Linked DNA regions of Mus musculus: regions 2, 3, 4, 5 and 6 are each linked to region 1. The links are chromatin contacts, called in public Hi-C and HiChIP or PLAC-seq maps. All regions are on one chromosome and are shown on one strand. Each heading gives the region's core, a stretch centred on a gene start, on an enhancer-like site or on the middle of the called end of the contact. The rest is flanking DNA. Distances are from core to core; before and after follow the strand shown.

Region 1 (4,747 bases), core at 1,312-3,811:
TTCATTTCCCTCCAAATTCATGACCCACCATCGCCAATGATCTGTTTGCTCTAAAACCACAATGTTCAAAAGAGAGCGCATCCTGTCCCCTCTTGGGTATGATCTTACTCTGTGTTCTGTATTTTTTGTTCATAACATGTCAGCTTTGTAGACAGCAGCATTCAAACCTCAGAATCACAGGTGGCACGTTACTTGCTAACAAACAAAGCAGAAAAAGAATGGTAGAAATTATTCAAGTGGCATTAATTTCTCAACACATTGTGTCAGCCCTTGTCATAAGCCTCCTGCACACCTTCCTAGAGCATCAACTGATAGAAAATACTGCTTCAGTTCTGGGAAGGGAAACCTTGAGTCCAAGAAGGGTATGTCACTCCCCAAATTATCACAGCTAAGACATCTTCCCGCTGTGACTTTAGGACACTTTATACAAACTGCACACTTAAACAATGTAACATAGTCCTATCCAATTAGTTGCCAAAACCTGCCACCTAAGACTGTACTCATGGTTTCTATGGAGATATTATTTACATGTAATGCAGTGTATGAATCGCAAATGTACCTTCACTGAGTGTTGAGCAATAGACTCCCTCAGTAACTCACAAACTTGTCAGGGTAAAGAACACTTCCAAGTGCTTATCCAGTCAGTGTTCCTCATTGCAGTCAGCATAGGGCTGCTGTAACAGAATCCACAAGTCGTGTGACAAAGATACCTACTCCTCACGATTCTTGAGTCTGATAAGTCCAAGATCCAAGTGGCAGCAGACATAGTGATCCAAATGCTCACCTTCGTACTGTGTCCTCACAGTGGGAGGAGGAGGGCAGATCTCTGAAATAAAGGGCACTGACCTCAAAGAGGAGATCTCTGTCCTCTTGACTATTCTCTAGTGGCTGGTCTCCATCAAGTGTTGTCACAGGGAATTGAGATGACAGCATATGAGTGGGGGCCACCAGCTGAATGTGAAGACCACTGCAGATGCCTGCAGTTTGCTTCATCGTGGGTAAGTTTCTGTCAACTCTAGAAGCTGGTACAAAAGAAAACATGTAGAAGACTCCCTTGTGGAAAGTCTTTTTAACCCTGTACTTTGAGGGTAGTTCTCCAGCGCAGGTTAGATTCCACTATACAGGTAACCGAATGTGTGTCCACTTTCTATTCATGGGCATCCCAGCCCATGACGAGGATGCTATAGACATGTACAAGTTTTCTTAATAGATGTTTTCATTCCTTCTGGATAAGATCTAAAAGTATAAATACCAAAGACTTGGGTGAGGCGCATGCATACCAGAATAAATCTCATCATGCTTTCTCATTTCATATTTTCACTCACAATATGTTATAACTCTATCATTCTAGCAAGTATATATTAATAACACATTGGTTTTAATTTGTATTTTTTTTTGATATATGTAAACGTAGACATTGGAGAAAACACAGGAGTGTATCTCAGTAACTTTACAACAAGGCTCAGAAAGCATTAGATATCAAAAACACAAAACAAACAAAAAGAAACCAGGTACGGTGGTACACATTTTTAACCTTAGCACTCAGGCATCAGGGGCAGGCAGGTATCTGTGACTTTGACGTCAGCCTGCTCTATCCAGTGAGAGTTACATAGTAAGACCCTGTGTCAACAAAGGAAAAAGAAGAGAAAACAAAAGGCAGAGTATGAGGAGGTGACTTAGTGGGTAAAAGAGAAGGCAGGCCAGCATGAGGAACTGAGTTCAGACCTCTAAAGCCTACCTAAGAGGAAGACTCAGTTGTGTGCCTGTTCATCCATCAGGAAACAGGAATCAGAGACTGGAGGAATTCTAGATGTTCACAGGCCAGCCAGTCAAAGAGCAGAACCATCACTGAGGTTGTCCTCTGACCTCCACATGCACACTCACACACACACACACACACACACACACACACACACACACACACACACAGAGGCTATATGAAAAAATGTCTATAATTAAACAATCAAATCCAATGGGGAAAGCCTGAACAAAATGTTTACACAGGCCCTTCACCAATGAACACAGTGGCCACGAAGCACATGGCAAATCTGTGTGACCCTCCTTCCTTCCCCCCGTAGGAGAAATCATCTTTTATTTTTACTACTGTTTTTACACACATAGTTTCCCACCCGAACTCTACACAACTTGGAAGCAGAGAGTATGTTGAAGGCATCTTTGGTTACCTCACTTGAGACATTCTCAAGTAGTTTCAAATGGTTGACCCAATGAAATAAAAACATGTATGGTAAGACCTGAATAAGGCCATTAATATTATAAATAAATAAAACAGTAACAAGAACATTTCCTACAGATGATGGGGGGAAAAATGCCAAGAAATAAAAGCCTTAAGAGGGAGAAAGAGGAGTCCTCAAGGTTGGGTGAAATTACTGTCAAGATATGATATAAAATACAAGAGGAAACAGGGTTTATAAAACAAAATAACAAAGATACTGTTAAAGAAAGCTTCCAAAAATAAGACATATGCTCTCTTCATGGGCAACCTATCTCTGTGTGGGTAATTTTGCGTCTCTGAAAGCCCAGGGGAAAACTATCAGACCAAAACAGGAAGCTGTGCATGTGCTACAGAGCGGAAGTCACTATAGCATGAGTCTCTGTGTACCCTGATGTGCATCCTTCCTTCCAGAAAGCTCAGATTCCTTGTCAGAAATGACACCCAGAAAGCACAGATGGCATCATGCCTGCCTCACTACGTGTTTTGGGTACCCATGACATCATCTTGGAATTCCCAGCATACCACCATCTGAGCCTCACAAGGCATGTAGCCTCTGAAAAGAAAAGTTGTTCTGCAAGGCTCCTGTGAAACCTGCTCATGGTTCATGAGCCACAGTTTAGTGTAACTATAACGAATTTTCTAGAACTAGAGTCTTACTCCAGGCATCTTCACAATTACTTGAAAATAGGAATGCCTATTTGGTTTTCAAAAGATGAGCTCAAGCTAGTTCTGTCCCTCTGGAAGAGACCTGAACATGTCCCAGGTCATCTCATTTCTGTCCCAATCTCCAAACTATTTTGTGAAAGTCACTTGATTCTTGGGTCAAAGCAAGGTTTTCTTTTCCTTCTTTTCTTTCTTTCCTTCTTTCTTTGTTCCTTTCTTCCTTTCTTTCTCTCTCTCTTCTCTTTCTTTCTTTCTTTCTTTCTTTCTCTCTTTCTCTCTTTCTCTCTCTTTCTCTCTCTCTCTCTCTTTCTTTCTTTCTTTCTTTCTTTCTTTCTCTCTTTCTTTCTAATATTTTTTGGAGGGTGAGAACTTTGAGACAGGGTCTCACTATTTACCCCTGACTGTCCTGGAACTCACTGTGTAGATCAGGCTGGCCTCAAACTCACAGAGATCCACCTACCTCTGCCTGCTGAGTGCTGGGATTAATAAGGCATACCATCACCACCTGGCTAAAAAATCACATATTCCAGGCTGGCCTTGAACTCCTGATCCTATTGCATTCAGCAAATCCTACCACCCTGCACCACCACAGCTGAAAACTTTTTTTAATTAAAACATTTTTCATATGATATATTTTGATGGTGTTTCCCCCTCCCTCAATTTCTCCCCTCCCAACTTTGCATTCCTTATCTCTTTCTCCTTTTAAAATAAGCAAACAAAACCAAAAGAAATTCACATGTACAAAAAAAATCCTCACAAAATAGAAATTAAAATAAGCAAACAAAAGACTGATAAGACAAAAAAAAAAGTCCAAGTAAAGCAAAATGAGACAAAAATACCACTGTGTTCCTCGAGTATTGGTGATCTATTGCTGGGCATTCTTTCTTAATAAAGACACAGAAATCATGGCTTTGAACCAGGAAAATTCTGACCAGAATAAGCAAGTTTCTTGACTGTCTTTTTAAGATCTTCAGGGGAAGAGAACACAATCTTTCTGAATATATCACATATGGGGACCAAAGAAGTGAAGCAGAGTGTTAGTGGCCATTCACACTGGGGTTCCTGCAGGTCCAGAGAATAAAAACACAGTTTAGACACACAGCAAAGAGATAAAGGACTTAGAAGAGCCTTTAAAAACGACAGTTTCATACAGGAAATCTATGTGGTGAAAAGGAAAACTGATTCCATAAGTTGTCCTCTGACTTCCACGAGTATGCATATACTCTGGTATGTATGCAATATATAAATCACTAACTATGAAAAACATGATACTCTAGAGACTATGCTGCACTTATAGGCAAAATGTATATCTGTGTGAATTTATATGTGAGTATATGTATGCCAGTGTGTGTGAATAAGTGAGTGTGTGAGTATATGTGTGTGAATGTGTATGTTTGAGTGTGTGTGTGTGTGTGTGTGTGTGTGTGTAAATTTGTATGTGAGTGTTGTGTGTCAATGTGTGTATAAATGAGTATGTGAGTGTCTGTGTGTGAATGTGTATGTTTGGGCGTGTGTGTATAAGACTTTGTGTGTGTGTGTGTGTGTGTGTGTGTGTGTGTGTGTGTGTGTGTATGTTTTCATGGAGCTATCAATGACTAGTGGTCACAACCGGAGGCCATAGCTACAGTGCCAAGGAAACCTTGAAGTCTGATTTGTAGTGAAACTAACCTGAAAATCTTCTATGTAAAGGGATGAAGCCAGTTGGCTTATAAATAGGTATAATTCATATACACACTCATTAATAATTTAAACCTCAGATAAAAAAAATAAGGAGTATTGTAAATTCAATCTGCTCCCCTGCTCTCAGTGAAACTCAAAAGCCAGAGCAGGGATGGAACCCTCTGCTCCTTT
Region 2 (4,747 bases), core at 762-3,261, 500 kb after region 1:
CTACAGGACCAGGTGTTTCCTGGTCCACTCTCTGGGCATCTTCAGTTTAAAATCTCCCTGGCCTTACCAAGGAACCTGAATGATTAACAGGCTTCAAGATCAGGTTCTTACCAGAACTGGAACCACCTAGCAATTAGCTTGGTACCACTGACCAAAACTCAAAACTTTCTGAATTATATCTGTCAATACCTAGTCCCCATTGTTGTTGTTGTTGTTTGAAACCTCTTTCCTAAACAGATTTAGTCTGATACAAATAATATCCCCAAATATTCTACTCTGCTTTACCAAGCCGCGACACTCAGAAGGAATCTTGACCTTGACCTTGACCCATCCTGAGGAGGTCTCCCAGCAAGAGCCTTGTGATGCTGTTAGCGGATGCCTGTGGTTCAGACTTGCAGGCTTTGAGGTGGGGGAGAAGAAAAGAAACCCAGAGGAGGGCAGCAGGACACAGAGAGAGAGAGAGAGAGAGAGAGAGAGAGAGAGAGAGAGAGAGAGACAGAGAGAGAGAGAGACAGAGACAGACAGAGACAGAGAGAGAGAGACAGAGACAGAGACAGAGAGAGAGACAGAGACAGAGAGAGAGACAGAGACAGACACACACACACACACAGAGAGAGAGAGAGAGAGAGACAGCAAGGAAGACAGAACACTCACACAACGGCCCTCTACCTGTACCTCACGATGCCAGCCAGAGGCCCTACATGTGTCCTTGCCAGGAGAAACAACTTGGTATTTTTGGGAAATGCTGATTCTAGGGATTAATTTCTAAATGTTTGGAACAAGATGGGGAGTGCTCTTAAAAAAATACAAGTTGAAATGAAATACAGCTCATTTATTAGCATCTGAAACAAGAATGCATATTGCCCACACACTAAGTACCTTTAAAGTTATGTATCAAATGAACAACAAAAGTCTAATGTATTTTACTTTCTTGACAAAAGCAAGAAAAAACGAGAAATCCCTACTTTCACAATCTGCAAGCGATACCATGTGAGCCGATTACCAAGGCGTTCCAGAGTTTTAAGGGGTACAGGTAGGTACTTAAGCTCTATTAGCTTCCTGATAAATCCATTTCTAACTAGACCTCAGAGAGATGCTGGGATATCGGAAGCATATAAATGCAGCTTGGTAGTTAGCACTGGACACCACCACACAGTTAAAAGTGGCCTGTATATGTATTTTTAAACCTCTTTTTGTCTTGAAGAATGGAAGCTTTCCCTTTTCTTTGTCTAGAAAGGTCTTCAATCAGAGAAATCCTCTTTCCTTCGCCTGTCTCCAGTCAGATCCTAAGGCCAGCCTCACTCATCACTCCCTAATCCTCAGGCAGCACCCTTTCGTGCCTGTACTGGGATCGGTTCTCTTCCTGAGACCCTGCACAGACTTGTTTCCCTGCTTGCAGTTAGAGAAGGGGCCAGAAACTCATGCCCCACGTTTCACTCCCCAACTCTACAAGGCACAGTCAAACCCCTAGGACAAATTGCTGAGTGCTCCAAGTCTCAATTTCCCAGTCGTCCCATGGGTTGGCTCAATGGACATCTTCTCAGCCACACCCTAAAGCCCTAATAGCTGACAGGAGATGAGAGATGAGTGGAGCCATGCTTATGAAAAGCTTGGCACTCTTTAGTGGAGACACACTGTTTAATTACAAGAAAATGTATTCATGGGTCAAAGAGTCCCCCCACCACCCCACCACCCCACCGCACCTCCATTTTTAGTGAAAAATCCTGGAAGTGCTACAAACTGAAGCTTGTGTGTACATTTTGCACCTGTGGCAGGAGAAATGTTTATCTAAAGAGGACACACTGAAGTGTGGTTAGAACAAGAGAAGAAATGAAAAGAAAGGGAGATCGCTATCAGTCTTGCTGACACTTAAAGTGAAAGGGAAACGGAAGGGAGAGGGGGAGGGGAATAGGAGGGGGAGGGGCAGTGTCATGGAGAGAAAACAGGAAACAGGCATCAAGGTTTAAACTTAGACAACAGCATGAGCCACACACCATTATGGCCCAGCCTCATCCTGTCTTTCTGTTATCTAGGCTGAGTATACTCTGCTTCACACAGATGAGAGATCAGAGCTTCCAAGAGTACAGCTTCACTCATGGGCAACACCAGAGCTAGTTTACAGCAGCGATAGGAACACAGCCCCGTTTCTGCGACCCTTGGAGAGGTTCCTCCCACCGTGCGTTTGGAACACTGACTGTGTGTTCCAAACCAGGCTGGTACAAAAGTCTACTCATGACTAAGTTTATCGATTTCAAGTACACAGATTGCTGGTGTTATTGGAATTTTCAAGTGTGAGATCTTCAAGGTCATCTTTAAGAAAAATTATAATTCCTTCTATACTAGTTGGGTTCTTCATAATACACTTTAGTTGTTTATTGACCTGCAGAGCACTGTGGTATGGGTCAGATATCTTTGCCTTCTAGGAGCTTATAGTCTTCCTTGAGGGAGGAGAACTTAAATTATCAAAGCTTGAGAGATAGGCCCAGATGAGGACATGGTGATGGTGATAAGGTGTTCAAGGATTTGCTAAAAGAGGTTGGAAGGGATCACTAGAAGGTTGGGGTGGGTTAGCTCCCACCAGCTCCCACTAGTGAGTTCAGAGAGGAAAATAAACATGTGTGACCAGCATTCAGAGCTCTGTACAGGGCACACCATGGATGGGATTTATGGGCATTGAGACAGTGAGTTCACCCGTCTTGTTGGTGCAGAAAATGGGATACATGGCTAAGAAGAAAAGTCCAGACTGGGGAAGGCAGAATGGAATAGAGACTTTATCCTTGAGCTATAAGAAGTCATTGTGACTTTGTCCAGGGTGCAATCAATGTCAGAATCAATGTAGTATGGTGTTCTATCAAGAGGAAAAGCAGTTTAAAGACCTTCTCAGATTGGCAGTGACCCTAAAGAGGTTAAACATGGCTGTCTAATTCATTGTGTCACCAGTGAGCTTTTATCAGTACAAATGGGGAAAAGTAAGTGGCCTCTGATGCTCCCCAAAGACCAAGTATAAAAGCATCCTCCCGATTAGGAGTCATTGAAAAGTAGGATGACGTCCAGTTCTAGAGACCCATCTTGTCCAACCCCTTCCCCCAGACAAAATGTGTGTCCAAAGGAGAATTATCAGACAGAAATCAAAAACAATGTGTGGAAGATGGAGGGCGGAAGTCAGAATTAGCACTACTCAAAAGCTGGCCCAGCCAACAGCCACCATGCTCCCCCCAACACCATCTGCTGCCTCCTCAGTAGAGCTGAGAGGAAATCCACAGGCACATGTGGCTGCTTGTTCCAGCCTGGTTAACAGTTCACCAGGGACAGCCCAAGTCCTTGCGCAACCACAACTGTCACTTGCAAAGAGGAAGAAGAGCACCTGGGGGCTCTGGCCTTAAAATAAGACCCCTGAACCCTCAGATAAACCCACCCGTGTCCAACTTGTCACTTCATAAATTTTTATTACTCTTAACGTTGGACTTCTACATTTCTGCAGTATGGGAAGCAAATCTTTGAGTTGAGTGTGATTTACCACAACCGTTTCATCTTATTTTGTGTTGAGTGTGTGTGTGTGTGTGTGTGTGTGTGTGTGTGTGTGGTGTGTAGACCAGTCCATGCAAGTGCAAGTATATAAGTGTAAGAGAACCTTTAAAAGAAAACTAAATAGCAGTTCATCTGTACCTGGAGCAGGAAAGTCTGTCAATCAAATATAGAGTTTATGTTTAAACAAGTCAAGGTATCATTGGCTCTGCCCCTAAAATGCTCGTCTTCTTGCTCATTTAAGTGTCCCCTCTCAATGAGTATTCTCCTCTAACAAATCAACTAACTCTTGGTCTCTGAAGATCCTTTTCCATCTCTCAGCCTCATTCAACCCTTGCCACACCATGCTAACCCATATGGTACACCTCCATAGAACTGCTAACCCATATGGTACACCTCCATAGAACTGCTACATACATCCCCATGATATCACCGAATTCCTACTGTCTGTCCAAGCTTTGTCAGACATCACCCCCCAAAAAAGAGTTCCAGCTCTCAGGAAACTCATTACCCATTAGAAGAAATCAACACATAGGCAGCTAGCCCAGGAAAAAAAGCCACCAGACAGCTAATGGGACGGATGTGTCAAACATCTGTCTTTTTACTGAAGGGGTAGCCTCATACATCTGACCTCACTAGTGTCTAGCTGTTGCTGACTCTCCACTGACTGACAAGCCAGAAACAACCAGACAGCAGGGCTGGTCAGCAGCCTATAAAGTGGCATTTCCTAATGGTCTCACCTACCCAAGTTCAGAGCCACCTGGGTTCCCATACTTTACAGTTTACAATAGAAAACAAGGACTAGAGGGATGGCTCAGCAGTTAGGAGCACTGAATGTTCTTCCAGAGGTCCTGAGTTCAATTCCCAGCAACCACATGGTGGCTCACACCATCTGTAAAGGAATCTGCTGCCCTCTTCTGGTGTGTCTGAAGACAGCTACAATGTACTTATTTATATACATGAAATAAATAATTCTTTAAAGCAATCTAAAATAGACAATACATTAACAACATGGCAGTAATCAGCAAGGATCAAAAATAAAGGGTTGTGATACAAGAGAGGGCAGCCTGGAGTAGCCAGCAGCAGTCTCAGAGAAGTGTCTGCTGTGTGCCATGTGATAGCTTCAGCCTTATTACTATGTTGGTTTTGTGTTTGTTTGCTTGCTTGTTTTCTTGTCTTCTGTTTTTTAGAGACATGGTCTCTTGTAGTCCAGGCTGGGCTC
Region 3 (4,747 bases), core at 1,683-4,182, 370 kb before region 1:
TTGCCCTCCAGCATTCCCACGTTACTCCACTCCAAATGGAAGTGCTCTTAATTTCAAATGATTTATTGGGGACAAGTGGGAGGCTAGTCCAATCTAAGTCTGTATTTGACTTTCCACGTCTCTGGGGCAGATTACAAGAAGGTATCTTACACTGTAAAGTGGGGAGGGGTAAAAGAGAAGAGTTAAGTCCAAGGACAGCAACTAAATTGCCAACTGTCAGGGGAACTCCCATGGGGTAATTTCTTACAGATTGGTTCAGTTGGACTATTCAGAATAGAGTACTAACCAGGTGAAACAGCATGGTAGCACTGGCCACTATTTCTTGACACTCCTACTCCCACAGCAATGGCTTGTGTTGCTACCCTTTCTGCATGCTAAAGATATTATCACTTTCTGTATCTCTAGCATTTGTCTATGATCTACTCATATGGAAAGCTCTGAATTTATTATCCTGATCCTTCTGCAGAATGCCAATCAAATAATAGATACTCCAGAAAAATGCTAAGTCAATGAAAGTATGTGGGGTTAGTCCCTACTGTATCTGAGCTAAAGCAGATATGGCTTAAGGAAGAAGGTGTTATATTTAAATAGTGGAATCTGAACTGAGTGAGCATACTGCTTGAGATCTCACCAGCCTTGTGTAGAATATCGGCTGGAAGCTGAAGCATTGCACATCCCCACAGAACATTCTGCAATAGCAGAAATGTTCTCTATCTGAGTTGTTTAATATGCATAGCCACTCATCAGTTCAGCCACTGGACATGTGACTTTCAATGCTACTTAGTTTTGATAAATTAGTTTACATAGTTGCATGGGACTTAGTTGCTTATAAGACAGCATAGGTTTGGAGATATCCCCAGAAATTACTCTTTGATATTTTTCAGAGGGAAAAGTATATTGCTCACATGTGTGCGTGTACTTGCTATGTTACAAGGGGTTGCTGACCAACTTAGGGTATGCAGAGTGTGGTTATTATGAGGGTATCTTTCAAGAAAGACGGACTTCTTTTAGAGTTTTTGGCTTTGCACTCACTAGCTATAAGACCTTGAATACCTCGATGTTACTATTGGCAAGCAGAGTTCACCATGCTGCCAAGTGTATCAGATTAAAAAACCTTAATTTTCTGGGAAAGATAGAATAGTGTCAACATCATTCTAAAAATGAGTTGTTGATGTGTGGTATCCTACTAAAAAAATCTGTATGATTTTAGGCACCACACACTTACATTTACATGCAGGCACACATACATATACAACTCATGCCCAAGTATTCACACATGCATGTGCCCCCCACACACACAAGTGAACACACATATATATCACACCTACTATGTACTGCAGTTATGATTCTTCCTCCTTTATTAAAAAAAAAAAGTATGTCACTTGTCCTAACTACAAGCCTTTGACCTAATGACTCTGACAAGAGAGCTGCAACATCATTTCGTCAAAGGAGCTAGTCAGACAATATATTCTGGCCACAGTTTCCCCTCCCCCAACGTCTCTCAGATCCTTCCAATTTCCCCACCCATCCAACTCAATGCCCTTCCTTTCTCTCACTCTTTAAAAAAGCAGAAAGTAAAATAAAAACCAAACTAGAATAGTAAAAATGGAAAAAACAACACACAAGAAACACACACAACAAAAGATATAGAAACACAAAACTGGAAGCCATAACATTTAAAAAAAAAAAAAAGATTAGTGAGACTTGTCCAAATCAAAAAATATGAGACAAAAAAAAACCAAAACAAACAATCAAACAAAAACAACAACAACAACAAAAACCCTCTACCATTGAGTTTCTTTTGTGTTGCTCATCAGATGCTGGACATAGCACCCACTCTTAAGTGTGGTTAATATCTACAGTGAGACTCTATTGGAAAAAAAGTAAGTTTTCCTTTGCAAATAGACGTCAGTGGAATATCTCCTTGGTTATGAATGGGAGTCAGTATCCCCTTCCCTACTCAGCAGTGGGACTCCATCTGGCTGAAACCTGTGCAGACCGTGTGCATGCTGCCACAATCTCTGTGTTTTCATATTTATGTGTGTGTCATACACATATGACAATTCTATTGTGTCTGGAAGACACGCTTTCCTTTGAGTGAGTTTTACCATATTATTGGCACTTATTCAACAGGAATGTATGCAGCCAACATGAAAAGGCAAGAGGAAATCACAAAGGAAGAGAAAGAAGAGGAAATGAATCAATAATACATAAGACCTCAGCCCAGCTGGCCATGTTTCTCAGTTGATTCATGACCACCACCCTCCATTTGGTTTGATAGGCATGGCACTAGTGATGGAAACAGTATGGGGATATCCTTGAATTGGAACTGCCATTGTTTTCAGTACATTAAGATTAACAAATCCAATGAGTACAGTTGGTCATCAGACTAGACAATAAATGTCTTTATCCACTGAGCCATCTCACCAGCCCAACTACCAGCTTTTACTAGAAAGAAAAAGTTGCATTCTTTCCTTTGCTTGTCCACATTAGAGTGTGTGCATTATCCTGAACACTGGTGGGAGAGGGCTTCATTTTAAAGAGGTGCCCACTGTGGTTTAGGCCTACTGTCCCCAGCTATAACAACCAGGAGATGGTCACCCTCTGTAAAAGACTCTGACGAAACTGATCTCATCATAAAGGCACATGGTTTGGTTCCTTTTTATTTTTTAATTTTTTTTCACATACCTTCAGGTATGCAGTTGAAAAAAAAAAAAAAAACCAAAACAAATCCTCCTCTGAGCTGCTTCTCTCCCAACCCAAAACAAAGCACATTCCCACACCGCAACACCTGCACATTTTTAAGTATATCAACCAAAAGGGGTTGGTCCATTAATCAACTGACATTGACAAAAGTGTTAACATTCTTCACATGCTAGCTGAAGAACACCATGGTCATAGATCGCTATCTCCCTCTTCCTCTCATCGCTGGAGGCACCAAAGGAAACAAGCCCCTTCCACTGCTATCTGTACAGCGCAGCTTTGTGCCTTAACAACCATGATCCATGATTGTGCTTCTTGGAAGCACAATTAAAAACAAAAAGTTTAGACAAGTTTGGGTCTGCTGCTATAAATATCACCAGACAGCCAAACTGAGCTACTGAGAACTTTTATTAAACAGATATATTCCCAAATATATGGAGAGGTTGAAATGGTCAAGAAACGAATAATAATTTAAAAAAAAAATCAGCACCTGCATGTGTTAGGATTTACAGCCCATCCTTTAGGGACTGGGACCAGTGTGGTTTAAATCTGAAATACCCATTTTAAATGCCCATCCTACCATATCAAGATGCAGTGGAATCTCCAGGAGTGGTGTCTTGCTGGTGAAGTAAGTCACTAGGGATAGAACACAAGTTCCAGTCCTCATCTGTGTGGTTCCTAGTTCACCTCAGTGTGAACAGTGTAATTACACATATCAGTGCCAGGATGTTTTACTAACGGACATGGAGCCAACTCACTACACATGGAAACTTTCAGGAATCCGGGGGCCAGAATTGAGCCAAAATAAATGATTCCTCTTTTGAGTTATTTTTGTCAGATGTTTTGCTCACAGTGATATGAAAGTGGCTAACACAAAGGAAAAAAAAAAAAAAAAACCAAGCTTACTTGAGTATCTCTGTACTCTAGGCTTGAAGTAACCAATCCTGTCTCAGAATCAGAGCTCAGCACAAGATTGGGTCACAAAAAGGAAGAAGCCCAAGCTAAGCACACAAGACACTCCATGAGAGCTCAGGAATGAGGCCCCTTTCCTTGTGGGAGTCACACAGTCAACAGTTTGGGACACAGTTCTGTCTTCTCTTCTCAGCCCCATTCCTGTAACTAGCCCCAATCAAACTCAATGGTTTGGTGAGCTACATTTGAGTGCCATTGTTTCTACAGTCTGTCCCTGGTGGAGTACCTAGTACCGAGAACCTGAAAAAGTTCAAGTAACAAAGGGAACTTTTATATAGAAACCCATAGAGACTGAAGTTAAACAGTAACTTTTCTTGAAATAGTCATTGCTTAACATAAAGTCTGGCCAACAGTAGTTGTTTAACACTTTGGATGAGTCAAACTGTTGATGGATACAAGTTAAAGGGGATTTCAGGAATGAGTTTATATTTTTAGGAAATATGATGGACCTACCTATACAATTGAAAACAATGCACAGGACATCTAAACTCATTGAGACAAATCAAAGAATCCCAATAGCTTCGATGTTTTCTCCAAACTGTTTTTTTTATATTTTTATTAGGTATTTTCCTCATTTACATTTCCAATGCTATCCCAAAAGTCCTCCATACCCTCCCCCCCACTACCCTATCCCCCCACTACCCTACCTCCCCCACTCCCCCTTTTTGGCCCTGGCATTCCCCTGTACTGGGGCATATAAAGTTTGCAAGTCCAATAGGCCTCTCTTTCCAGTGATGGCCGACTAGGCCATCTTTTGATACATATGCAGCTAGAGTCAAGAGCTCCGGGGTACTGGTTAGTTCATAATGTTGTTCCACCTAGAGGGTTGCAGATCCCATTAGTTCCTTGGGTATTTTCTGTAGCTTCTCCATTGGGGGCCCTGTGATCCATCCAATAGCTGACTGTGAGCATCCTCTTCTGTGTCCAAACTGTTTTTTAAATAAGATTATGAAAGAAATCGTCAAGAACATATGTCTTGCATGATGCTTCTTCCCATGGTTCTTAAACTCAGGTTTCTCGCCCTCCCACTGGGTTATCTGACCCTGGTACACTGCTAGCTTTTCACTGTTTT
Region 4 (4,747 bases), core at 1,115-3,614, 350 kb before region 1:
ATAAATATATGAAAATATTCTATCATACATGGTATTATGCTGAAGTAGGGATATGCCAGATCTCAAAGCCAAACAGGGCCCTTCAGGCATATGCACTCATTGCTTCCATTGATCAGATTTAAACAGATGATTTTCAGGATGTCTAGCTGAGAAAGAGACAGACTATATATTTTTCAAAAAGACTTCCTTCTCAGAAATATCTCCATGTGGGAAAAACAGACCTTGTACTCATGGTCCTGTTGGGATGAGAGTATAAACAATGAGTCATGGTGGTGCAGTACCACAGAGCTGTAGGGAGTGGGATATGTTGACAGTGCAGGAGTTTGCCAGTTTCTTAAGAGATGTTATTCTATGTACATTTGAGGAATGGAAATTTGAAATCTAGATATGCTTAATGTTTTTTTTTTTTTACTCTGCTATTTTCAATGAACCCAATACTTCAGAACATCAAAATAAGTTCATCTGTAAATTCATCTCTCCACCATGTTTATGAAAATTTTATCCTTATGAGATGGAAAGCAGGAGGAGATATGAAACAACAAAACACAATGTTCATAAAGCAGAAGAAAAGTGATTTTTATAAGAAAATATTTCCATTTTATATTTTCCAGGGTCAAGTTAAACAATAGTGAATTAACATTTTTTAAATTATGCACAGGGCCACTTGCCAGTGTTTTGTTAATTATGCAAATGTAGAGTGCTGCTCTACTTCTTACTTCAGATCTATCAGTGTGCATCTGCTCAGCAAATATTTCAGGAAGTAACCCCTTGCCACAGTCAGAAAAATCCTCTATAACTACTGAATTCCTGAAAATCGACGTCAGCATTCACCAAAGGAATAGGGAGAGTGATAGATTTCTGATGTTGGTCACATGAGTCTATGTCTCAAGGGTAGGGAGGAAATAGAAAGAAATTTATTTTATTGAGTAGCTACTAAAGAAGTAATTTTCATTAAATATCGAATCTAATTTTCACTATTAGCTATCTTTGAGGTATCTGCTAAGATGTTTATAGTTTTTTGTTTTTTGTTTTTTTTTTAAGGAAAAGAATGGAGCTGGAGAGTTGGCTCAGCAGATAAGAATGTGTACTGCTCTTGTCGATCTGGTTTGATCCTCAGACCCACACTGGATAAGTCACAACTGCCTGTAACTCCTGCTTCGGGAGATCTGATGGCTTTCACTGGAATATGGGCACCTCCATTCACACTCGTGCATGAACTCATGCATGCTAACAGCAAGTAAAACATTAAACCACTGAGAAGTAAGCATGGAACACGATAGCAGAAGTTCTGAGTGTCTCAGCAACCCTCTCAGACAGGCCATAGAAAATGATCTTTTAAAATAACCCCCAAGTTAATCAGCAAGACAAAGGGGTAAGGTATGACCAGGGGCCTTATTACACACAACAGTGCCAAGGCTGACAATCATTGGGTAATAGCAGACAACTAGGATATGATGCAAGCCATCAAGTAAGAAGCCTAGCAGAGAAATCAGAAAGAGATGATGATGCAGGAGAGCCTAGGTTGAAGCGCTGTCATCTCTGCAGGTGGCAGAATGATAAGGATTGGGGTGACCTTGTAAGAAACAATTCTTAGGCTACATTCTGTGGCTGGGAGAGACCTCATAGATTCCATTCCTCTGTTGCTTAACAACAGAACTAAAGGTCAGGCAAACACAATCGTAATGTTGAGATCAGGAGAACCAGGAGCTAGAATGTCTATGCTATCTATAATGTCTACTTTTCACTGAAAAGATGAATACAAAAAAAAAATCTAGCAAGTGTCACATATGTGTGTATGTATCTTCTTTTCACACACACACAGATGCACACACATATATACATACATACATACACATATACATACATAAGAAGTTAAATCAAATGGTTTGTGTGTTACATTTAATATATGAAAATACCAAAGTAGCCATGATAACCATACTCAAAGAACTAAAGGAAACTACGCTAAGAGAACAAAGGACAGATTTGTCTGATTATACTTTAATGAAATGTCAACATATAAATGTCAACCCATAAAGAAATAGAAATAATTTCCCAATAGAAAATGGTAGAATGTAGTGGTAATAGTTAAAATAATCGTAAAAGTAATCTTAGTAAAGAGTCACACAGCAGCTCCGTTGTAGAGCAGAGTTGGCAGCAAAAGACATTAGAGTGCCTCAAATCAGATCAACAGAATGGCTCAATCGGAGGAACACAGAGGATGAAGAGCCTAAAAAAATGGGTATCTCCTATGGGAATTATGATCACTATAGCATATACTAACACAGCAGGTGCTACTAGGATAGGAGAGAGTAAAAATGAAACTAAAACTTAAAAGACTGAAACTGCCCAAAATCCATTTAAAAAAGAGTTCATCTGCACACTCACAAAGTTAAAGAAGCCACAAACAGACACAACAAAGGGCTTCACATCTATGCACACCATATGTAAACCTATGAAGACAAAAATAAGTGTTATGCCCAGTTGGTGAGATCTCTGTGAGATCACCAGAGACCACAACTCTAATTGATGCAAGCATACAAGAGTCTTTTTATTTGAGTTTGGACTCAGGCCACAACCCTCCTTGTGCAACAGGGTTGGAATGCAATGCTCAGGTCTAGGAACTTAGGACTTATATAGGGAAAAATGCACACGCTAGGGCTTTCAAGCCTTGGAGTTACATGACTGGGTAAAGGGGTAAAGGAACCTTAACCTTCAAACTGATAACGTTTGTTCAGACAAAAAGGAGAGACCATACATCTGGAAAAGGGCATCTTTGACCTGGGAAGGAATAACTCATCCTATTATTGGGACCAGTCCTTTCCGGTTGTTGCAAGCTAACCACAGCTGTTATGTCTATTTTTGATTGCTGGAAATACTTGGTCATCTCTTTCCTAGTGCTCAAGGGTGGGGCCCTTATCGCTCCAAGGACATTAATTTTTTGCTTCCTCCAGGGACAGGAGACAGCAGTCTTTCAAAAGGTTAGCAGCTTAAAATACAGTTTCAAGGAAAGGATGGACTCTCTCCTGCTGTGGCTTTTTGTCTTTACATAAGAAGACTCCCTTGAACAGAGCTGGAGAAAAAGAGTGGGTGAAATTTAAACCCAAAGATGGACAGTTGACCTTCCATCTGAATCAGTGGATGCCAAAAAAATAATTGAAACTGTTGATCATTAAGACCAACACTACAAAATGGCCTTTCAAACACACCTATGAACATGGCTACCTTCTATGATAAACAAACCCTGAAAGAAAAAAAAAATTCTATCTAGCCCATTTTACATGAAATACTAAAGAGTGCATGACTTTAGGATCCTAGCACTTGAAAAGCAGAGGCAGGAAGACCATTAGTTTAAAGAAGTCTCACATATATAATAAATTCCAGGGAAGCTTGAGAGATGCAATAAGACCTTCTCTCAAGAAAAACCTGATAAGTGAGTTCAATCCCCAGGACCGACATGTTAGAAAAAAAAATCTTTTTCCTCTGATATCTTTATGCACACCACTGCAGGCAGACCCACATATTTTCACCCATAGACACACTCACACACAAACACACACATATATACACAAACCAAACAAATAAATAAAAAAAGTATTAAAGCAATGAGTAAAAGGAAAGAAACCCAAAAGCTCTAAAGGATAAAGACCAGTGACCTCACTCCTAACTCACACACATTTCACAAATGAAGAGCATCAGTAGAGATGAGTACACACCGTCAGTCAGGAGCTGCAGACAAAAATGAACTGACAAGGAGAGCTAAATGAGAAGCTTTATGTAACATTTTTCATATATAGACTCGCTCTCCTTTCTTCTTCTAAGCTTTCTAAAAACATAATTATAAAAATGCATTGGCTTGCAGTGTCTGGTGATATAGTATTCACAGCAATGAGCACAGGAATGAGAAGAGGAATGGAGCTGTACAGGAATAAAATTCCTGCATTTCACCGAAACCATGTCAGTAGAAATCTAAATCGACCCAAATAATGAAACAGAACTAAAACCCAGAAACAAACCCTCCTATGCAAACCTCCTATGCAACCTCCTATGCAACCCTCCTATGCAACCTCCTATGCAACCCTCCTATGCAACCCTCCTCTGTAACTCTCCTAAGTAGTCATTGTGGGCAAGGCTTGTATGCAGTCTTCCTAGGCAATCCTTCGTAGCCCTCCTAGGCAAAGCCTCCTGGGGAGTCTTACTTCATAGCCTCTGTTTGTGTATTAGTTTCCACCAAGACTATTATCTTCTACCTCACTTAGACAACAAGATATTTAAAAACAGGATGATAATAGGGAAGTGAACTGTGATGGGGAGGTGAACCATTCCAGCCTTCAAGAGAGCTCCTTAAACTCAGGAAGTAAACAACTCAAACTGGCTTCAGGAAGTCCTTAAAACTGACAGTGTTTACTAGGCCCTCTCTGCTTCCCAAGACTATACAAAACCTGCTGAGAAACACTCCCAGACAAGATGAGCTGCCCAGATGAGGCTCAAGACAGCAGAGGACCAGCCTGAAAAGGCAGAGACCACCAGAACTGCCTGGAATAAAAAAAGACCAGGGGATCTGTCTGGAAGAGACTCGGACCAACTGAGCCACATATTAAGGACACATTCCAACCTGCTAAGCTGTCTGCAGGTTGTGTAGTCCAATACAACTTTCCAGCTTTCATGAGCTGCCACTCATGCTGGGGTGAGCTTTCAGTAAAACAGCTGTCTGTAAATCTCTGTGTTTCTATAAGTAACCCTTCACCCA
Region 5 (4,747 bases), core at 712-3,211, 310 kb before region 1:
GTCCTGATGACATTCCATCATTCCAGCACAGTAAAAGCTGTTCAGCTGTTTTTAACAGTAACTTTTTTTTTTAAATAAAATGAGACAAATCTTTCCGACTATGTGCTTGGTGCTGTGCTATACAGCAAAACATTGAAAAATTCTGAAAATATTCCTTTGAAAGAATGGAGAGATGGTTTGGCAGGTAAAAGGACTTGATGACCTAAGGAGCTAAGTTCAAACCCCAAAACATACATGATGGAAGGCAAGAAACAAGCCCTAAAAGTTGTCCTCTAACTTCCAAAGGTAACCTATGATACACATATATACATACATACATACATACATACATACATACATACATACATAAATATGTACATACATCAGATATGTGGGGAAAAATCAATAAACACTCCTTTGACTGGCTACCTGCTACCTTTTATGATAAGAAAATGATTAAATCTTCTTAGTCTGCTGGTATGTCTCTATCTACTAAAATTAGTTTCTTCAAAAGATAATGATTTAGAAGCCAATGTAAGGCTCTTCTATAATGGAAACTACCAGTAAAAGTGGGGGACAAAATATCTGTGCACTGAACGAAAGTTCTCAGTCCATTTTTCCCACCCTGAACCCCCAGTGAAGCATGCTGCCTTTGTCCATCTGAGGGCAGACACTGGGTATGTGGCAGCTATGGTGTTCTTCTCAAAACCACCATCTCCACTAGCCCTGCCAGATTCTGCCTCTGAGATCAAATAAACCTGGGAAGACTTATCGCTTGTCCCACTTGGAATGCCTGTATCACCTGGCATCTGTAGCAACACTCCAAACGCTGCAAATATTCCAACTTTCTCCTTCAAAATAACTTTTCCCAACTCGATTAAGTCATGTTGAGCCCAACCCTAGTGCCATGAAGTGTACCACGGCAGCCACTCTGGGCTCATATGAGGTAGAAGATGTCTAGTTCAAGTTGAAGTGTGCCTTAAGCATCAGATGGCTCACCAGATTTCAAAGATTCAGTGGGAAAACTTACATGACATACTCCAGACATTTTACATTGACTGTTCAAATCATAATGTGATAGATACATTAGGGCAAGTAAATTGTTAAAGTGGATTTTGCACCTTTCTTGATGTTTTACATTGATTGTTTAACATTCAAAATTCCATGTGTAGAGCAGGAGAGATGTCTCACAGTTAAGAGCACTGGCTATTTTTATAGAGTCTTAGGTTCCATTCCTAGCACCCACCCGATGGCCCAAAACCATCTGTAATTTCCAATTCAGAATATCTAACCCCTCTTTCTGGGCTCTTCAGGCACACACACACACACACACACACACACACACACACATGCACACATGAGAGAGAGAGGGAGAGGGGGGGAGAGAGAACACTATACACTATGCATGCAGGCAAGATATGTATACATGTAAAATGATTTTTTAAAAATTAAAATCTCGTATGTACTTTCCTTTGGGATTCTGCTGGACACTACTGCTCCAGAAAATCAGACCAGGAACCTGGGAGAGGTGAGCTAAATGGCTGAATGTGTTCCTTGCATTTCCTCATTATCTTCTTTGTCCAAGTCACTACTTTCCAACATCCACTCTGCCATGCCCAAATGCATGCCAGAATCCCATTTCTTGTGGATCTAAAAATATTAAAATATTCATGTGGGTGGCTCCATTACCAGCCCCTAATACCTGCAGTGTCCGAGGAGCCTCAAGCAAATCATGGATCAGAACCAGTGTAGAACATGGGGATATGTTCTTCTAGAGCAGCAGTTCTCAACCTCCTTCAATACAGTTCCACATGCTGTGGTGGCCTTCAACCATAAAACTACTTTGTTGCTACTTCATAACTGTAATTTTGTTACTGTTATGACTTATAATGTAAATAGCAGATACATGACCCTGAGAACCACTGCTCTAGAGACTGGGAAAGCAGCAAGTGTTTCCTGCCTGCCCTCTTTCTTACTGAACTTGCTCAACTGTAGCTGCTGCTTTCACCCTCCAATGACTGCTAACTGTCTTCATGGTCCTTTCCAGGAAGTGCTGAACCCTCCATGTGAACCCCAGACCCCAGCACCAGCTTGGAAGTACAGAGGTGCCCAGCTTCATGGAAGCAACTCTCAGGTCTTCAGTCTCTCCAGTGTGCTGATAGTCATTGCTGGACTACCAGCCCCTAGAGTTGTAAGCCAATCTAAAAGAGTCTCTTATAGTACCTGAACATTCTTTCAGTCCGTTCCTCTAGAGAACCCTGCCTCGTATAATGGTTTGCCAATCCTAAATCATTAACTTGTAGTTCTTTAAGGTTGTAGGTTGTCACAGGTTTCTCCAAGCTAAAATCAAAGCACTGTCAGGGCTGTGTTCCTTTCTTTGGACTCTGTGAAGGCTCTGTTCTTACGTGCCTCTCTTGTAGCCTCTTTCCCTGTTACCCTAGTCAGTGGTGAGACAAGTCTCTCACTTTGACTGCCTTCCCCTTCTGCTCTCAAAGCATTTTGATTGCTTTGGATCCCACACATGACACGGGATAGCCCTATCTCTGAGGTCTTTCTCTTCCTCACATTTGCTTAGTCACCTTGCCACAAGTTCTCAAGCTTGGCACATGGGTATCTTTGAGGAGGTAAGGTGGGGAAATTCTGCCTCTTATAGATGCATAATGTTATTTAATCAACCTTAAATAAGCCCATGTTTTCATTTCTTCAGTATCTTCATAGGAGGGATATCTGTGACAGAATATTTGATCCCTGAATACCTGACAGGCAAAACCATCACCTTGAACTCTGAGGTCAGGAAGATTTTTATGAGCATCACAAGATGAAACATTGGTTGTAGAATGGTGTTTCTGGAGCTCTAATAATAGTAACTTCTGCTCCAGATGATTCAGGGAAATGTGTCTTGTGTATGTCTCTGTTTTTAAACAGGGATTTCTATTCATTCCCAGTAGAGTTATTAATCAGGGCACCATTAGCTAGCTGAGAAACTTTGGAGCAGAGTTGCAATAATAGTCTCAGAAATCAAATAGGTGAAAATTTATATCTGGGCTACCTTGCTGGCCTTTTCAACAGTTTTACCTTTTTATGGCATGATGATTAGTTTTAACTGTCAACTTTACACAAACTAAAGTCACCTAAGATGGGAGTCTCGAGGAAGGCTTATATAGATTAGGTTGGCCATTCGACATGTCAGGACGGGAGCAGAGCTTGATTACATAATTAAGGTGGAAAGAGCATCCCTCTGTGAGTGATGCCATTCACCTGCTGAGATCTAGGACTGTGTAATAGTGAAGAAAGCAAGATGAACATAAGCATGTGTGCATTCATTTTCGCTCCACTCTAGCCTAGGGATGTGACCAGCCACTTCAAGTTCACACTGCCTTGATTTCCTCTCATGATGGATATTAACAGAGGAGTTGTTTCTCCTCTGATGTTTTGTCAGAGGTTTTACTCACGATAACAGGTGACCAACAAAGACAAATGTCTATTTTCATGCTACCTCTTTCAAGCACCTCTCTTTCAACATCTGTCATTCTTGGCTCTGTTGGCATCTCAGGGCACATACTTCTTTGTTTTTTTGTTTGTTTGTTTGTTTGTTTTTTCCACTTTTTATTAGGTATTTAGCTCATTTACATTTCCAATGCTATACCAAAAGTCCCCCATACCCACCCACCCCCACTCCCCTACCCACCCACTCCCCCTTTTTGGCCCTGGAGTTCCCCTGTACTGGGGCATATAAAGTTTGCAAGTCCAATGGGCCTCTCTTTGCAGTGATGGCCGACTAGGCCATCTTTTCATACATATGCAGCTAGAGACAAGAGCTCCGGGGTACTGCTTAGTTCATATTGTTGTTCCACCTATAGGGTTGCAATTCCCTTTAGTTCCTTGGGTGCTTTCTATAGTTCCTCCATTGGAGGCTTCCCTGTGGATTGTAGGTTAAGGTTCATCTATCCACTGTGTTCTAGTAGCCAAACACCTCCTACTTCTTAAACAGCAAAGAAAATATATCCCCAGACTTTTCCAGATGTGTGATTGTAGTAGAGTCAAAAATCATCCTTAGTATCTACTGTTAGAGACAAAGACTATGTGTAAACTCTATGGTAGAAACACAGCTTGATTGTCTTATTTCATCCCTTCAGCCTTGAAGAGTTGTTTGGCTTAAGTTGTTTATTCACTGACTGTGTGTATGATCTCCATCCATAAGTAGTATAGCTGGGTCTTTTTATTTTGGAGATGAGGATAAATCAACCATGAGGTTAAAAAGTATGAGTGCAGGCATCATGAAGACATGGTGTGATCTTGGATAATCTTCCTAATTGCCACATGAGTCAATGTGAGTGGCCAGCCAGTAACCAGTGTTATCAACAGCCCTCCTGGGTAAATCAGGCCAATGAAAACTCCATAACACCTGCTAAAACAAGAAAACTCAAGAGTTCTGTGAGATTGTGAGTCAAACCATACATATGTTTAAATAGGCACATACACACAGATAACAGAACACACACACACACATACACTGCAATAAGCAAATTAATAAACAGAAGATGCCTCAAATTTCACCAAAGTTTGATACTCAGAATTGACCATAGTAGGATATGTTTTGAAGCACATTACTCCAAGTTGAGATTGGTGGTCCTTGCCAACATACTACTTAACTCTACATGCTGGAACCTGAAGATGTACCTTAGAGCACACTATGAAGGGAATCCTTGAGCTATTCTGAGGTCAGTGGTAGAGATCTGAATCCAAGTTTGTATTTCCCATACTCACT
Region 6 (4,747 bases), core at 743-3,242, 280 kb before region 1:
TGGTCCTGGCACTCACGTGTTTCCTTAAGGTTTCATTTGGAGAGTCTGACAACAAGTTCTGGGCCATTCATGTTATCTATAACTAGATTCGTGACACCCACAGCACTTTGCAGCACTTCATTGACTGGAAAAGCTATCTTGACTTTTAGGTGGAAAATGGAGCCTTGGGCAAACTACTGCCCACTTACAAAAGCCTACCACTCTTCTGCAGTGGAGAGCAGTCAGCTCAGAACTCACAACTGCTCCTTACAGAGAGGAAGCATATATGAAGTCCTCGGCTACAAATTGGACATCAATATCACACTTCTCCAGCAAGGCTCAGGCACAGTTTTCAAAGAGAAATAAGAAATATCCTAAGAGCCAGGGTTTTTTTGGAGAAAACTAGATCAAAACAGTGTCTTCTGGACATGATAAGACCATTGTACTCATGAGCTCACAGAAGCTGTGGTCACCTCAGCAAGATCTGCACAAGATCAAGCTAGGCAGCATCCCAAGATAGGGGTAGGTCAGAGGATATGAGTCCCCAGCCTCTGCTGTGGAGATATTAACAGGTGATAGTTGCTAGGAGTCAAGAGTCAATTTTCTTCTAGGCTATAGATGCTGGTCAGTCAATACCACATTCCAGTGGGTGGTCCCATATCTGTGCAAATACAGGCAGCATGAACTGTATTCTGAGGCTTATGACAAATAATAACAGCAAAAAACAGAAGAATGAAGTTAGGGGGAGGAGAGTGGTCAGGGGTAGGGCTGATTAAAATATATTATGTGCATGCATAAATCTTTGAAAGAATTAATCAAAATACTATATTTAAATTTAAAATTAATTCTGCCCCTCCCAGCTCTCTCTACCCAAGTGTTTGCTAAGGTGCCACATCCTGTACATGGACTTGGTTTTTCTCCTTCTTTCTACCATGCATGTAATCAACAAGCAAATGTACACCATGTTTTCAAATATCTACAATCACATCTTAGTGCTTTTACTGTTACTAATCCAGTCCAGTTTTCTCTCACCTTGGTCATCTCCCAACTCACCTACATCTCTGTGTTTGTCTCATGTGCTATCTTCCCAGTTCAGCAATTAGAATGGCACAGAATGAGTCTAAACTGTCCACCTTCTTCTCTAAAGCCTCTGATGGAAGCATTTATTACTTAGGACTGAGCACATTTAGCTTATGGAGATCCTCCTCTATCTCTGTCTCATTTCCTGTCTTTCAGCCTCTCTCTGTCTCTGTCTCTGTCTCTGTCTCTCTTTCTCCCTCTCCCTCTCCCTCCCTCTCTCTCTCTCTCTCTCTCTCTCTCTGTCTCTCTGTCTTTCTACTCTCTGCTCTGATGTCTTCACTTCATAGCTGATAATGGTACCACTTTGGTTTCTAATTTTAACTGTCACCATTTGGTGAGAACCTTTTCTGCTTTGTAAGCCATTTATTATGCAATGCCTTCTTTGTAAACTAAAATACTCACAACAAAAACCTTTTTCAAATTCTTTTGATATATAATTACCAAGTACAGTTAATGAGATAATACAAACAAATTGTAGATAATTCTTTCCTCTTCCAAATATCTTGTGGAATCACCTTACTTGGCGTTATACTTTTCTTTCTTCGTGTCTCTTGGTGGCTGGTTGACTAGAGGAAGCAATATCCTTTGCGGTAACCCTGCAGATTATTTTCAAACACAGGCTTTTAAAAACAATTTTAATCTAATCAAAATGTAGTGATAGCCTGGAATTAAAATATGCAAGGAGAGGGTTTCCTAATGCTTTATTTCAGTGGGATGTGAAGTTAGAATTGTTAAGAAATGCAGAATGCTAATTAAGCAGAGTTTGCAAGCTGGGGATGAGAGGAAATAACCTGATGTGAACTCGACATCAACTTTCCTCATTAAAAGTTCACAGAAGCCAATGACCAGATGGCACAGGCTGTAAGGTCATGACCGTGAGGAGTCCTAAGGGGTTGCTCCCTTTAGTCATTCCATCAACCAGCAGGGGGAGACACAGAATGCTTCTTGCTACTCCAGAAACAACTCCCTGAACATGGGGACTTCATCAGGACTCTGTCCCTAACAGGTAGAACAAGTTGGTCCAGGCTGACTAAGCACTGCCCTCTAAATGCTTTTGGTTTCCTGGTTAGAGTTGAGTTTGCATTCAAGTGACTCCTTCGAAGGAAGAACTTGAGTGTATTTGATGGTTTACTTATACTAAATTATAGCATATATAGGTTCATACAAATTTACGTATCACATTCACATAAATACACTTAGTCTATGGTTGTAAAATATTTGTGGCTATGATTGGAATCCATCCAATTAAAAATTTGATTTTTTTCTATCTACTAATATTCACATGTAATTAGTCATAGCCCAAGAGTCAACTCTGTGGGAGATGACAAACAGAAATTTTTATAGGCCTGGAAGCAAAGTGTATTGAATATTTTAAATGTCTATGGTAATAAGGTAACCAGAGGATCTAAGCTTTGTGTTCAATCCCTCAAGAACCAGATAACTTTGCTTTCGTTTACTCAGCCATTCAATTTTGCACTTGCCCAAGATCTCTACCCCATGGCAGCTCCTCAACTAAGTAATAGAAACAATGGAATATCATGATATCTTGTATGTTGGCAAATGGATATTTAACAATGAGGCAGTCTCCTCCAAAAAGCACAACAAATATGAATGAGGTGATAATGTCCCTCAGATGGAGGAATAATTAACTTTGTCTGAAGTAGGCTTGTAGAGAGGGATAATGCCCAAGTGTGGCTTTAAGGACTAACCAAAAAGACTGAGAGACAAGATTGTAAAACAGATCATGAGAACAATATAACTGAGTGAGTCTCCTACATTTGAATTTCAAAAAGGAATCACATATGAGAGAGGCAAGGGGTGTGTGGATTGGGCATAGTAGAGACTAGCAGCCCAAGAATGGAGCAGACTCAGAATAAATCAAGAAAACTTGGCTCTAGTCAAGCAAGCAGCTGTTCAAAGTCAGATCGTTTTTCAGACTCCTCAGTGGGCACACCTGCTGAGAGATGCATCCTAAAGAAAACTGAAGGACCATGGGAACAAATCTAAACCCTAAACATCACAATGGGCATAACATATGGCCTCTTCCTTCAGGAAGGTTACCTCCAACATACTCACAGAAGAGGTTGAGCTGTGAAGTACTAGGTGGCATGGATTCTCAAAAAGTAAATGGTGCATTTAAGGACAATTTCAACTTTAAATTTATTTTTCCTACTCAACAATAATATTTCCTTCCCCAGGCTTTAATTCTAAATATTAAATATTGCACCATGGAAAGCCCTCCAAAAGACTTTCTTGACAAGCAATCTCTGAGACTTTCACATAGCTACAAAGGCAAAATAACTCCAAACAAATCCCTGGTTTCCTTTCCTCATTTGATTTCCTTGAGTAATGATTTTATTTAATGTTACAAACATTTCAGTAAGTCTTTGAGAATTCCATACAATATATTTTGATCATATCCATGACCTACTCTTCCACCAACTCATTCCAAATTGACCCACCTCACTATCTCACCTCCAACTGTGTGTGCATGTGCGTGTGCGTGTGAGTGTGTGTGTGTGTGTGTGTGTGTGTGTGTGTGTGTGTGTGTGTTTGCTTAAATAGCCCTTCAAGTCCAATTTGTATCCCTCATATATTCCTAGTTGTGGGGTCATTCACTGGAGCATGGTTGACCTGCTAGGGACTATCATCCTTAATGAAAACTGAATTTCTCTTCCCAAGACACAATCAACTGTTCATAGCTCTTCAGTTATGGATAGACTATACTGGAGGTTGACAGGATTGATCTTACATAGATCTTGTACAGGCAATTACAAGTTGTGACTTCATAAATGCAGTGGTCTTTTCATATCAAGAATACACTGTTTGGCTTTGGTAGTCTCTGAACTCTGCCTCCCACAATCTTTTCTTCTCCTCTTCTGTGATGCTTCTTAAGCCTTGTGGGGAGGAAGCTGATATACATGTCTCCTTCCTGGCTGAGTCCTCTACAGCCATTTTTCTGTGCACTCTGACCAGTTGTGAGTTTCTGTACCAAATATTGTCCATGATACACAGAGACTTCTCTGATGAGGTCTCACACAATCTATGGATATAGAAATATGAATTTGTAAGGCAATTTGATACTATGTCCACTTGACAGAATAGCAGTAGATTCTTCTCTGCAGCCTGCATCCTCCCCAATGATGGGTTCTTGCTTTATAGTATCAAGAAGGTGTTTCCTCCTACAGAACAGGCCTTAAATCAAATAAAAAGTGGTTGGTTCCACCATAACACTTATGCCATTATTGCACTCATGGACATATCTTACCACACTGATCATTATTACAGTTCACAGAGTTCACAGCTGGGTGAGATCGTTGGTTGCTTTTTTCCCCCTGTAGCCTGAATAGCACCTTCTATTACTATAAGAGCAAGCCAGGAGGGAGGAAGCTTTCCAGGCAGTACCCACGTGATTTATCCATGTCTTGTGACCAATGTGTGTTGTGTTTTCAATCATTTAATCTTTTAATTTTATAAGACACTGGGTTGGTATAACAGTTTTGGAGAGCTAAATTCCTAGTGGTGTTATATAAAATGAATGTGGGCTGTTGCTTTTTAATAAGTGATTTGCAAAAAAATGAAGATTGGATCTGCCAAAAATCCCCACCTAAATCTCATTTACAGCACTTTCCAAAAGGAAAATAAAAGCCCTAAATGTTTGTACAAAACCTAATTATGAGTTTGCAAG

The links. A called contact is a pair of places that touch in the nucleus more often than the background predicts. HiChIP or PLAC-seq counts read pairs in DNA pulled down with a chosen protein or histone mark.
Region 2: a contact with region 1 is called in a Hi-C map of pre-B cells, with 2.2 times the contacts expected there. The contact joins two enhancer-like sites. A contact is called at or near these places in 2 of 484 Hi-C or Micro-C datasets (the C10 cell line and pre-B cells) and 2 of 115 datasets of contacts at active chromatin or transcription factors (large pre-B cells and memory CD8 T cells).
Region 3: a contact with region 1 is called in an H3K27ac HiChIP or PLAC-seq map of double positive thymocytes, with 4 times the contacts expected there. The contact joins two enhancer-like sites. A contact is called at or near these places in 1 of 484 Hi-C or Micro-C datasets (DN3 thymocytes) and 1 of 115 datasets of contacts at active chromatin or transcription factors (double positive thymocytes).
Region 4: a contact with region 1 is called in an H3K27ac HiChIP or PLAC-seq map of double positive thymocytes, with 4 times the contacts expected there. The contact joins two enhancer-like sites.
Region 5: a contact with region 1 is called in a Hi-C map of double positive thymocytes, with 3 times the contacts expected there. The contact joins two enhancer-like sites.
Region 6: a Hi-C map of CD8 T cells shows a contact between it and region 1, with 3 times the contacts expected there. The contact joins two enhancer-like sites. A contact is called at or near these places in 1 of 39 promoter capture datasets (the C10 cell line), 1 of 15 datasets of contacts at CTCF or cohesin (pro-B cells), 16 of 484 Hi-C or Micro-C datasets (B cells, the C10 cell line, CD4 T cells and 8 more) and 1 of 115 datasets of contacts at active chromatin or transcription factors (double positive thymocytes).

The regions. Positions count from the first base shown.
Region 1 is chr17:51,901,980-51,906,726 of GRCm38.p6, reverse strand. Gm20098 (predicted gene, 20098) reads right to left here. Exons shown (of 3, transcript NR_045095.1): 2 at 847-1,236. Among named protein-coding and RNA genes, the nearest start is that of Gm20098, 22 kb to the right of the region's middle. Within about 2 kb of position 2,561, at least 50 of the 459 cell types and tissues checked have an H3K27ac peak or open chromatin away from gene starts, as enhancers often do. A contact at or near this core is called in B cells, CD8 T cells, double positive thymocytes and 3 more, where this site is marked.
Region 2 is chr17:51,405,760-51,410,506 of GRCm38.p6, reverse strand. No RefSeq gene overlaps it. Among named protein-coding and RNA genes, the nearest start is that of C330011F03Rik, 40 kb to the left of the region's middle. Within about 2 kb of position 2,011, at least 90 of the 459 cell types and tissues checked have an H3K27ac peak or open chromatin away from gene starts, as enhancers often do. A contact at or near this core is called in memory CD8 T cells and pre-B cells, where this site is marked.
Region 3 is chr17:52,276,841-52,281,587 of GRCm38.p6, reverse strand. No RefSeq gene overlaps it. Among named protein-coding and RNA genes, the nearest start is that of Gm41600, 25 kb to the left of the region's middle. Within about 2 kb of position 2,932, at least 14 of the 459 cell types and tissues checked have an H3K27ac peak or open chromatin away from gene starts, as enhancers often do. A contact at or near this core is called in double positive thymocytes, where this site is marked.
Region 4 is chr17:52,247,003-52,251,749 of GRCm38.p6, reverse strand. No RefSeq gene overlaps it. Among named protein-coding and RNA genes, the nearest start is that of Gm41600, 55 kb to the left of the region's middle. Within about 2 kb of position 2,364, at least 13 of the 459 cell types and tissues checked have an H3K27ac peak or open chromatin away from gene starts, as enhancers often do. A contact at or near this core is called in double positive thymocytes, where this site is marked.
Region 5 is chr17:52,214,870-52,219,616 of GRCm38.p6, reverse strand. No RefSeq gene overlaps it. Among named protein-coding and RNA genes, the nearest start is that of Gm19585, 68 kb to the right of the region's middle. Within about 2 kb of position 1,961, at least 9 of the 459 cell types and tissues checked have an H3K27ac peak or open chromatin away from gene starts, as enhancers often do. A contact at or near this core is called in double positive thymocytes, where this site is marked.
Region 6 is chr17:52,180,171-52,184,917 of GRCm38.p6, reverse strand. No RefSeq gene overlaps it. Among named protein-coding and RNA genes, the nearest start is that of Gm19585, 33 kb to the right of the region's middle. Within about 2 kb of position 1,992, at least 20 of the 459 cell types and tissues checked have an H3K27ac peak or open chromatin away from gene starts, as enhancers often do. A contact at or near this core is called in B cells, CD8 T cells, double positive thymocytes and 1 more, where this site is marked.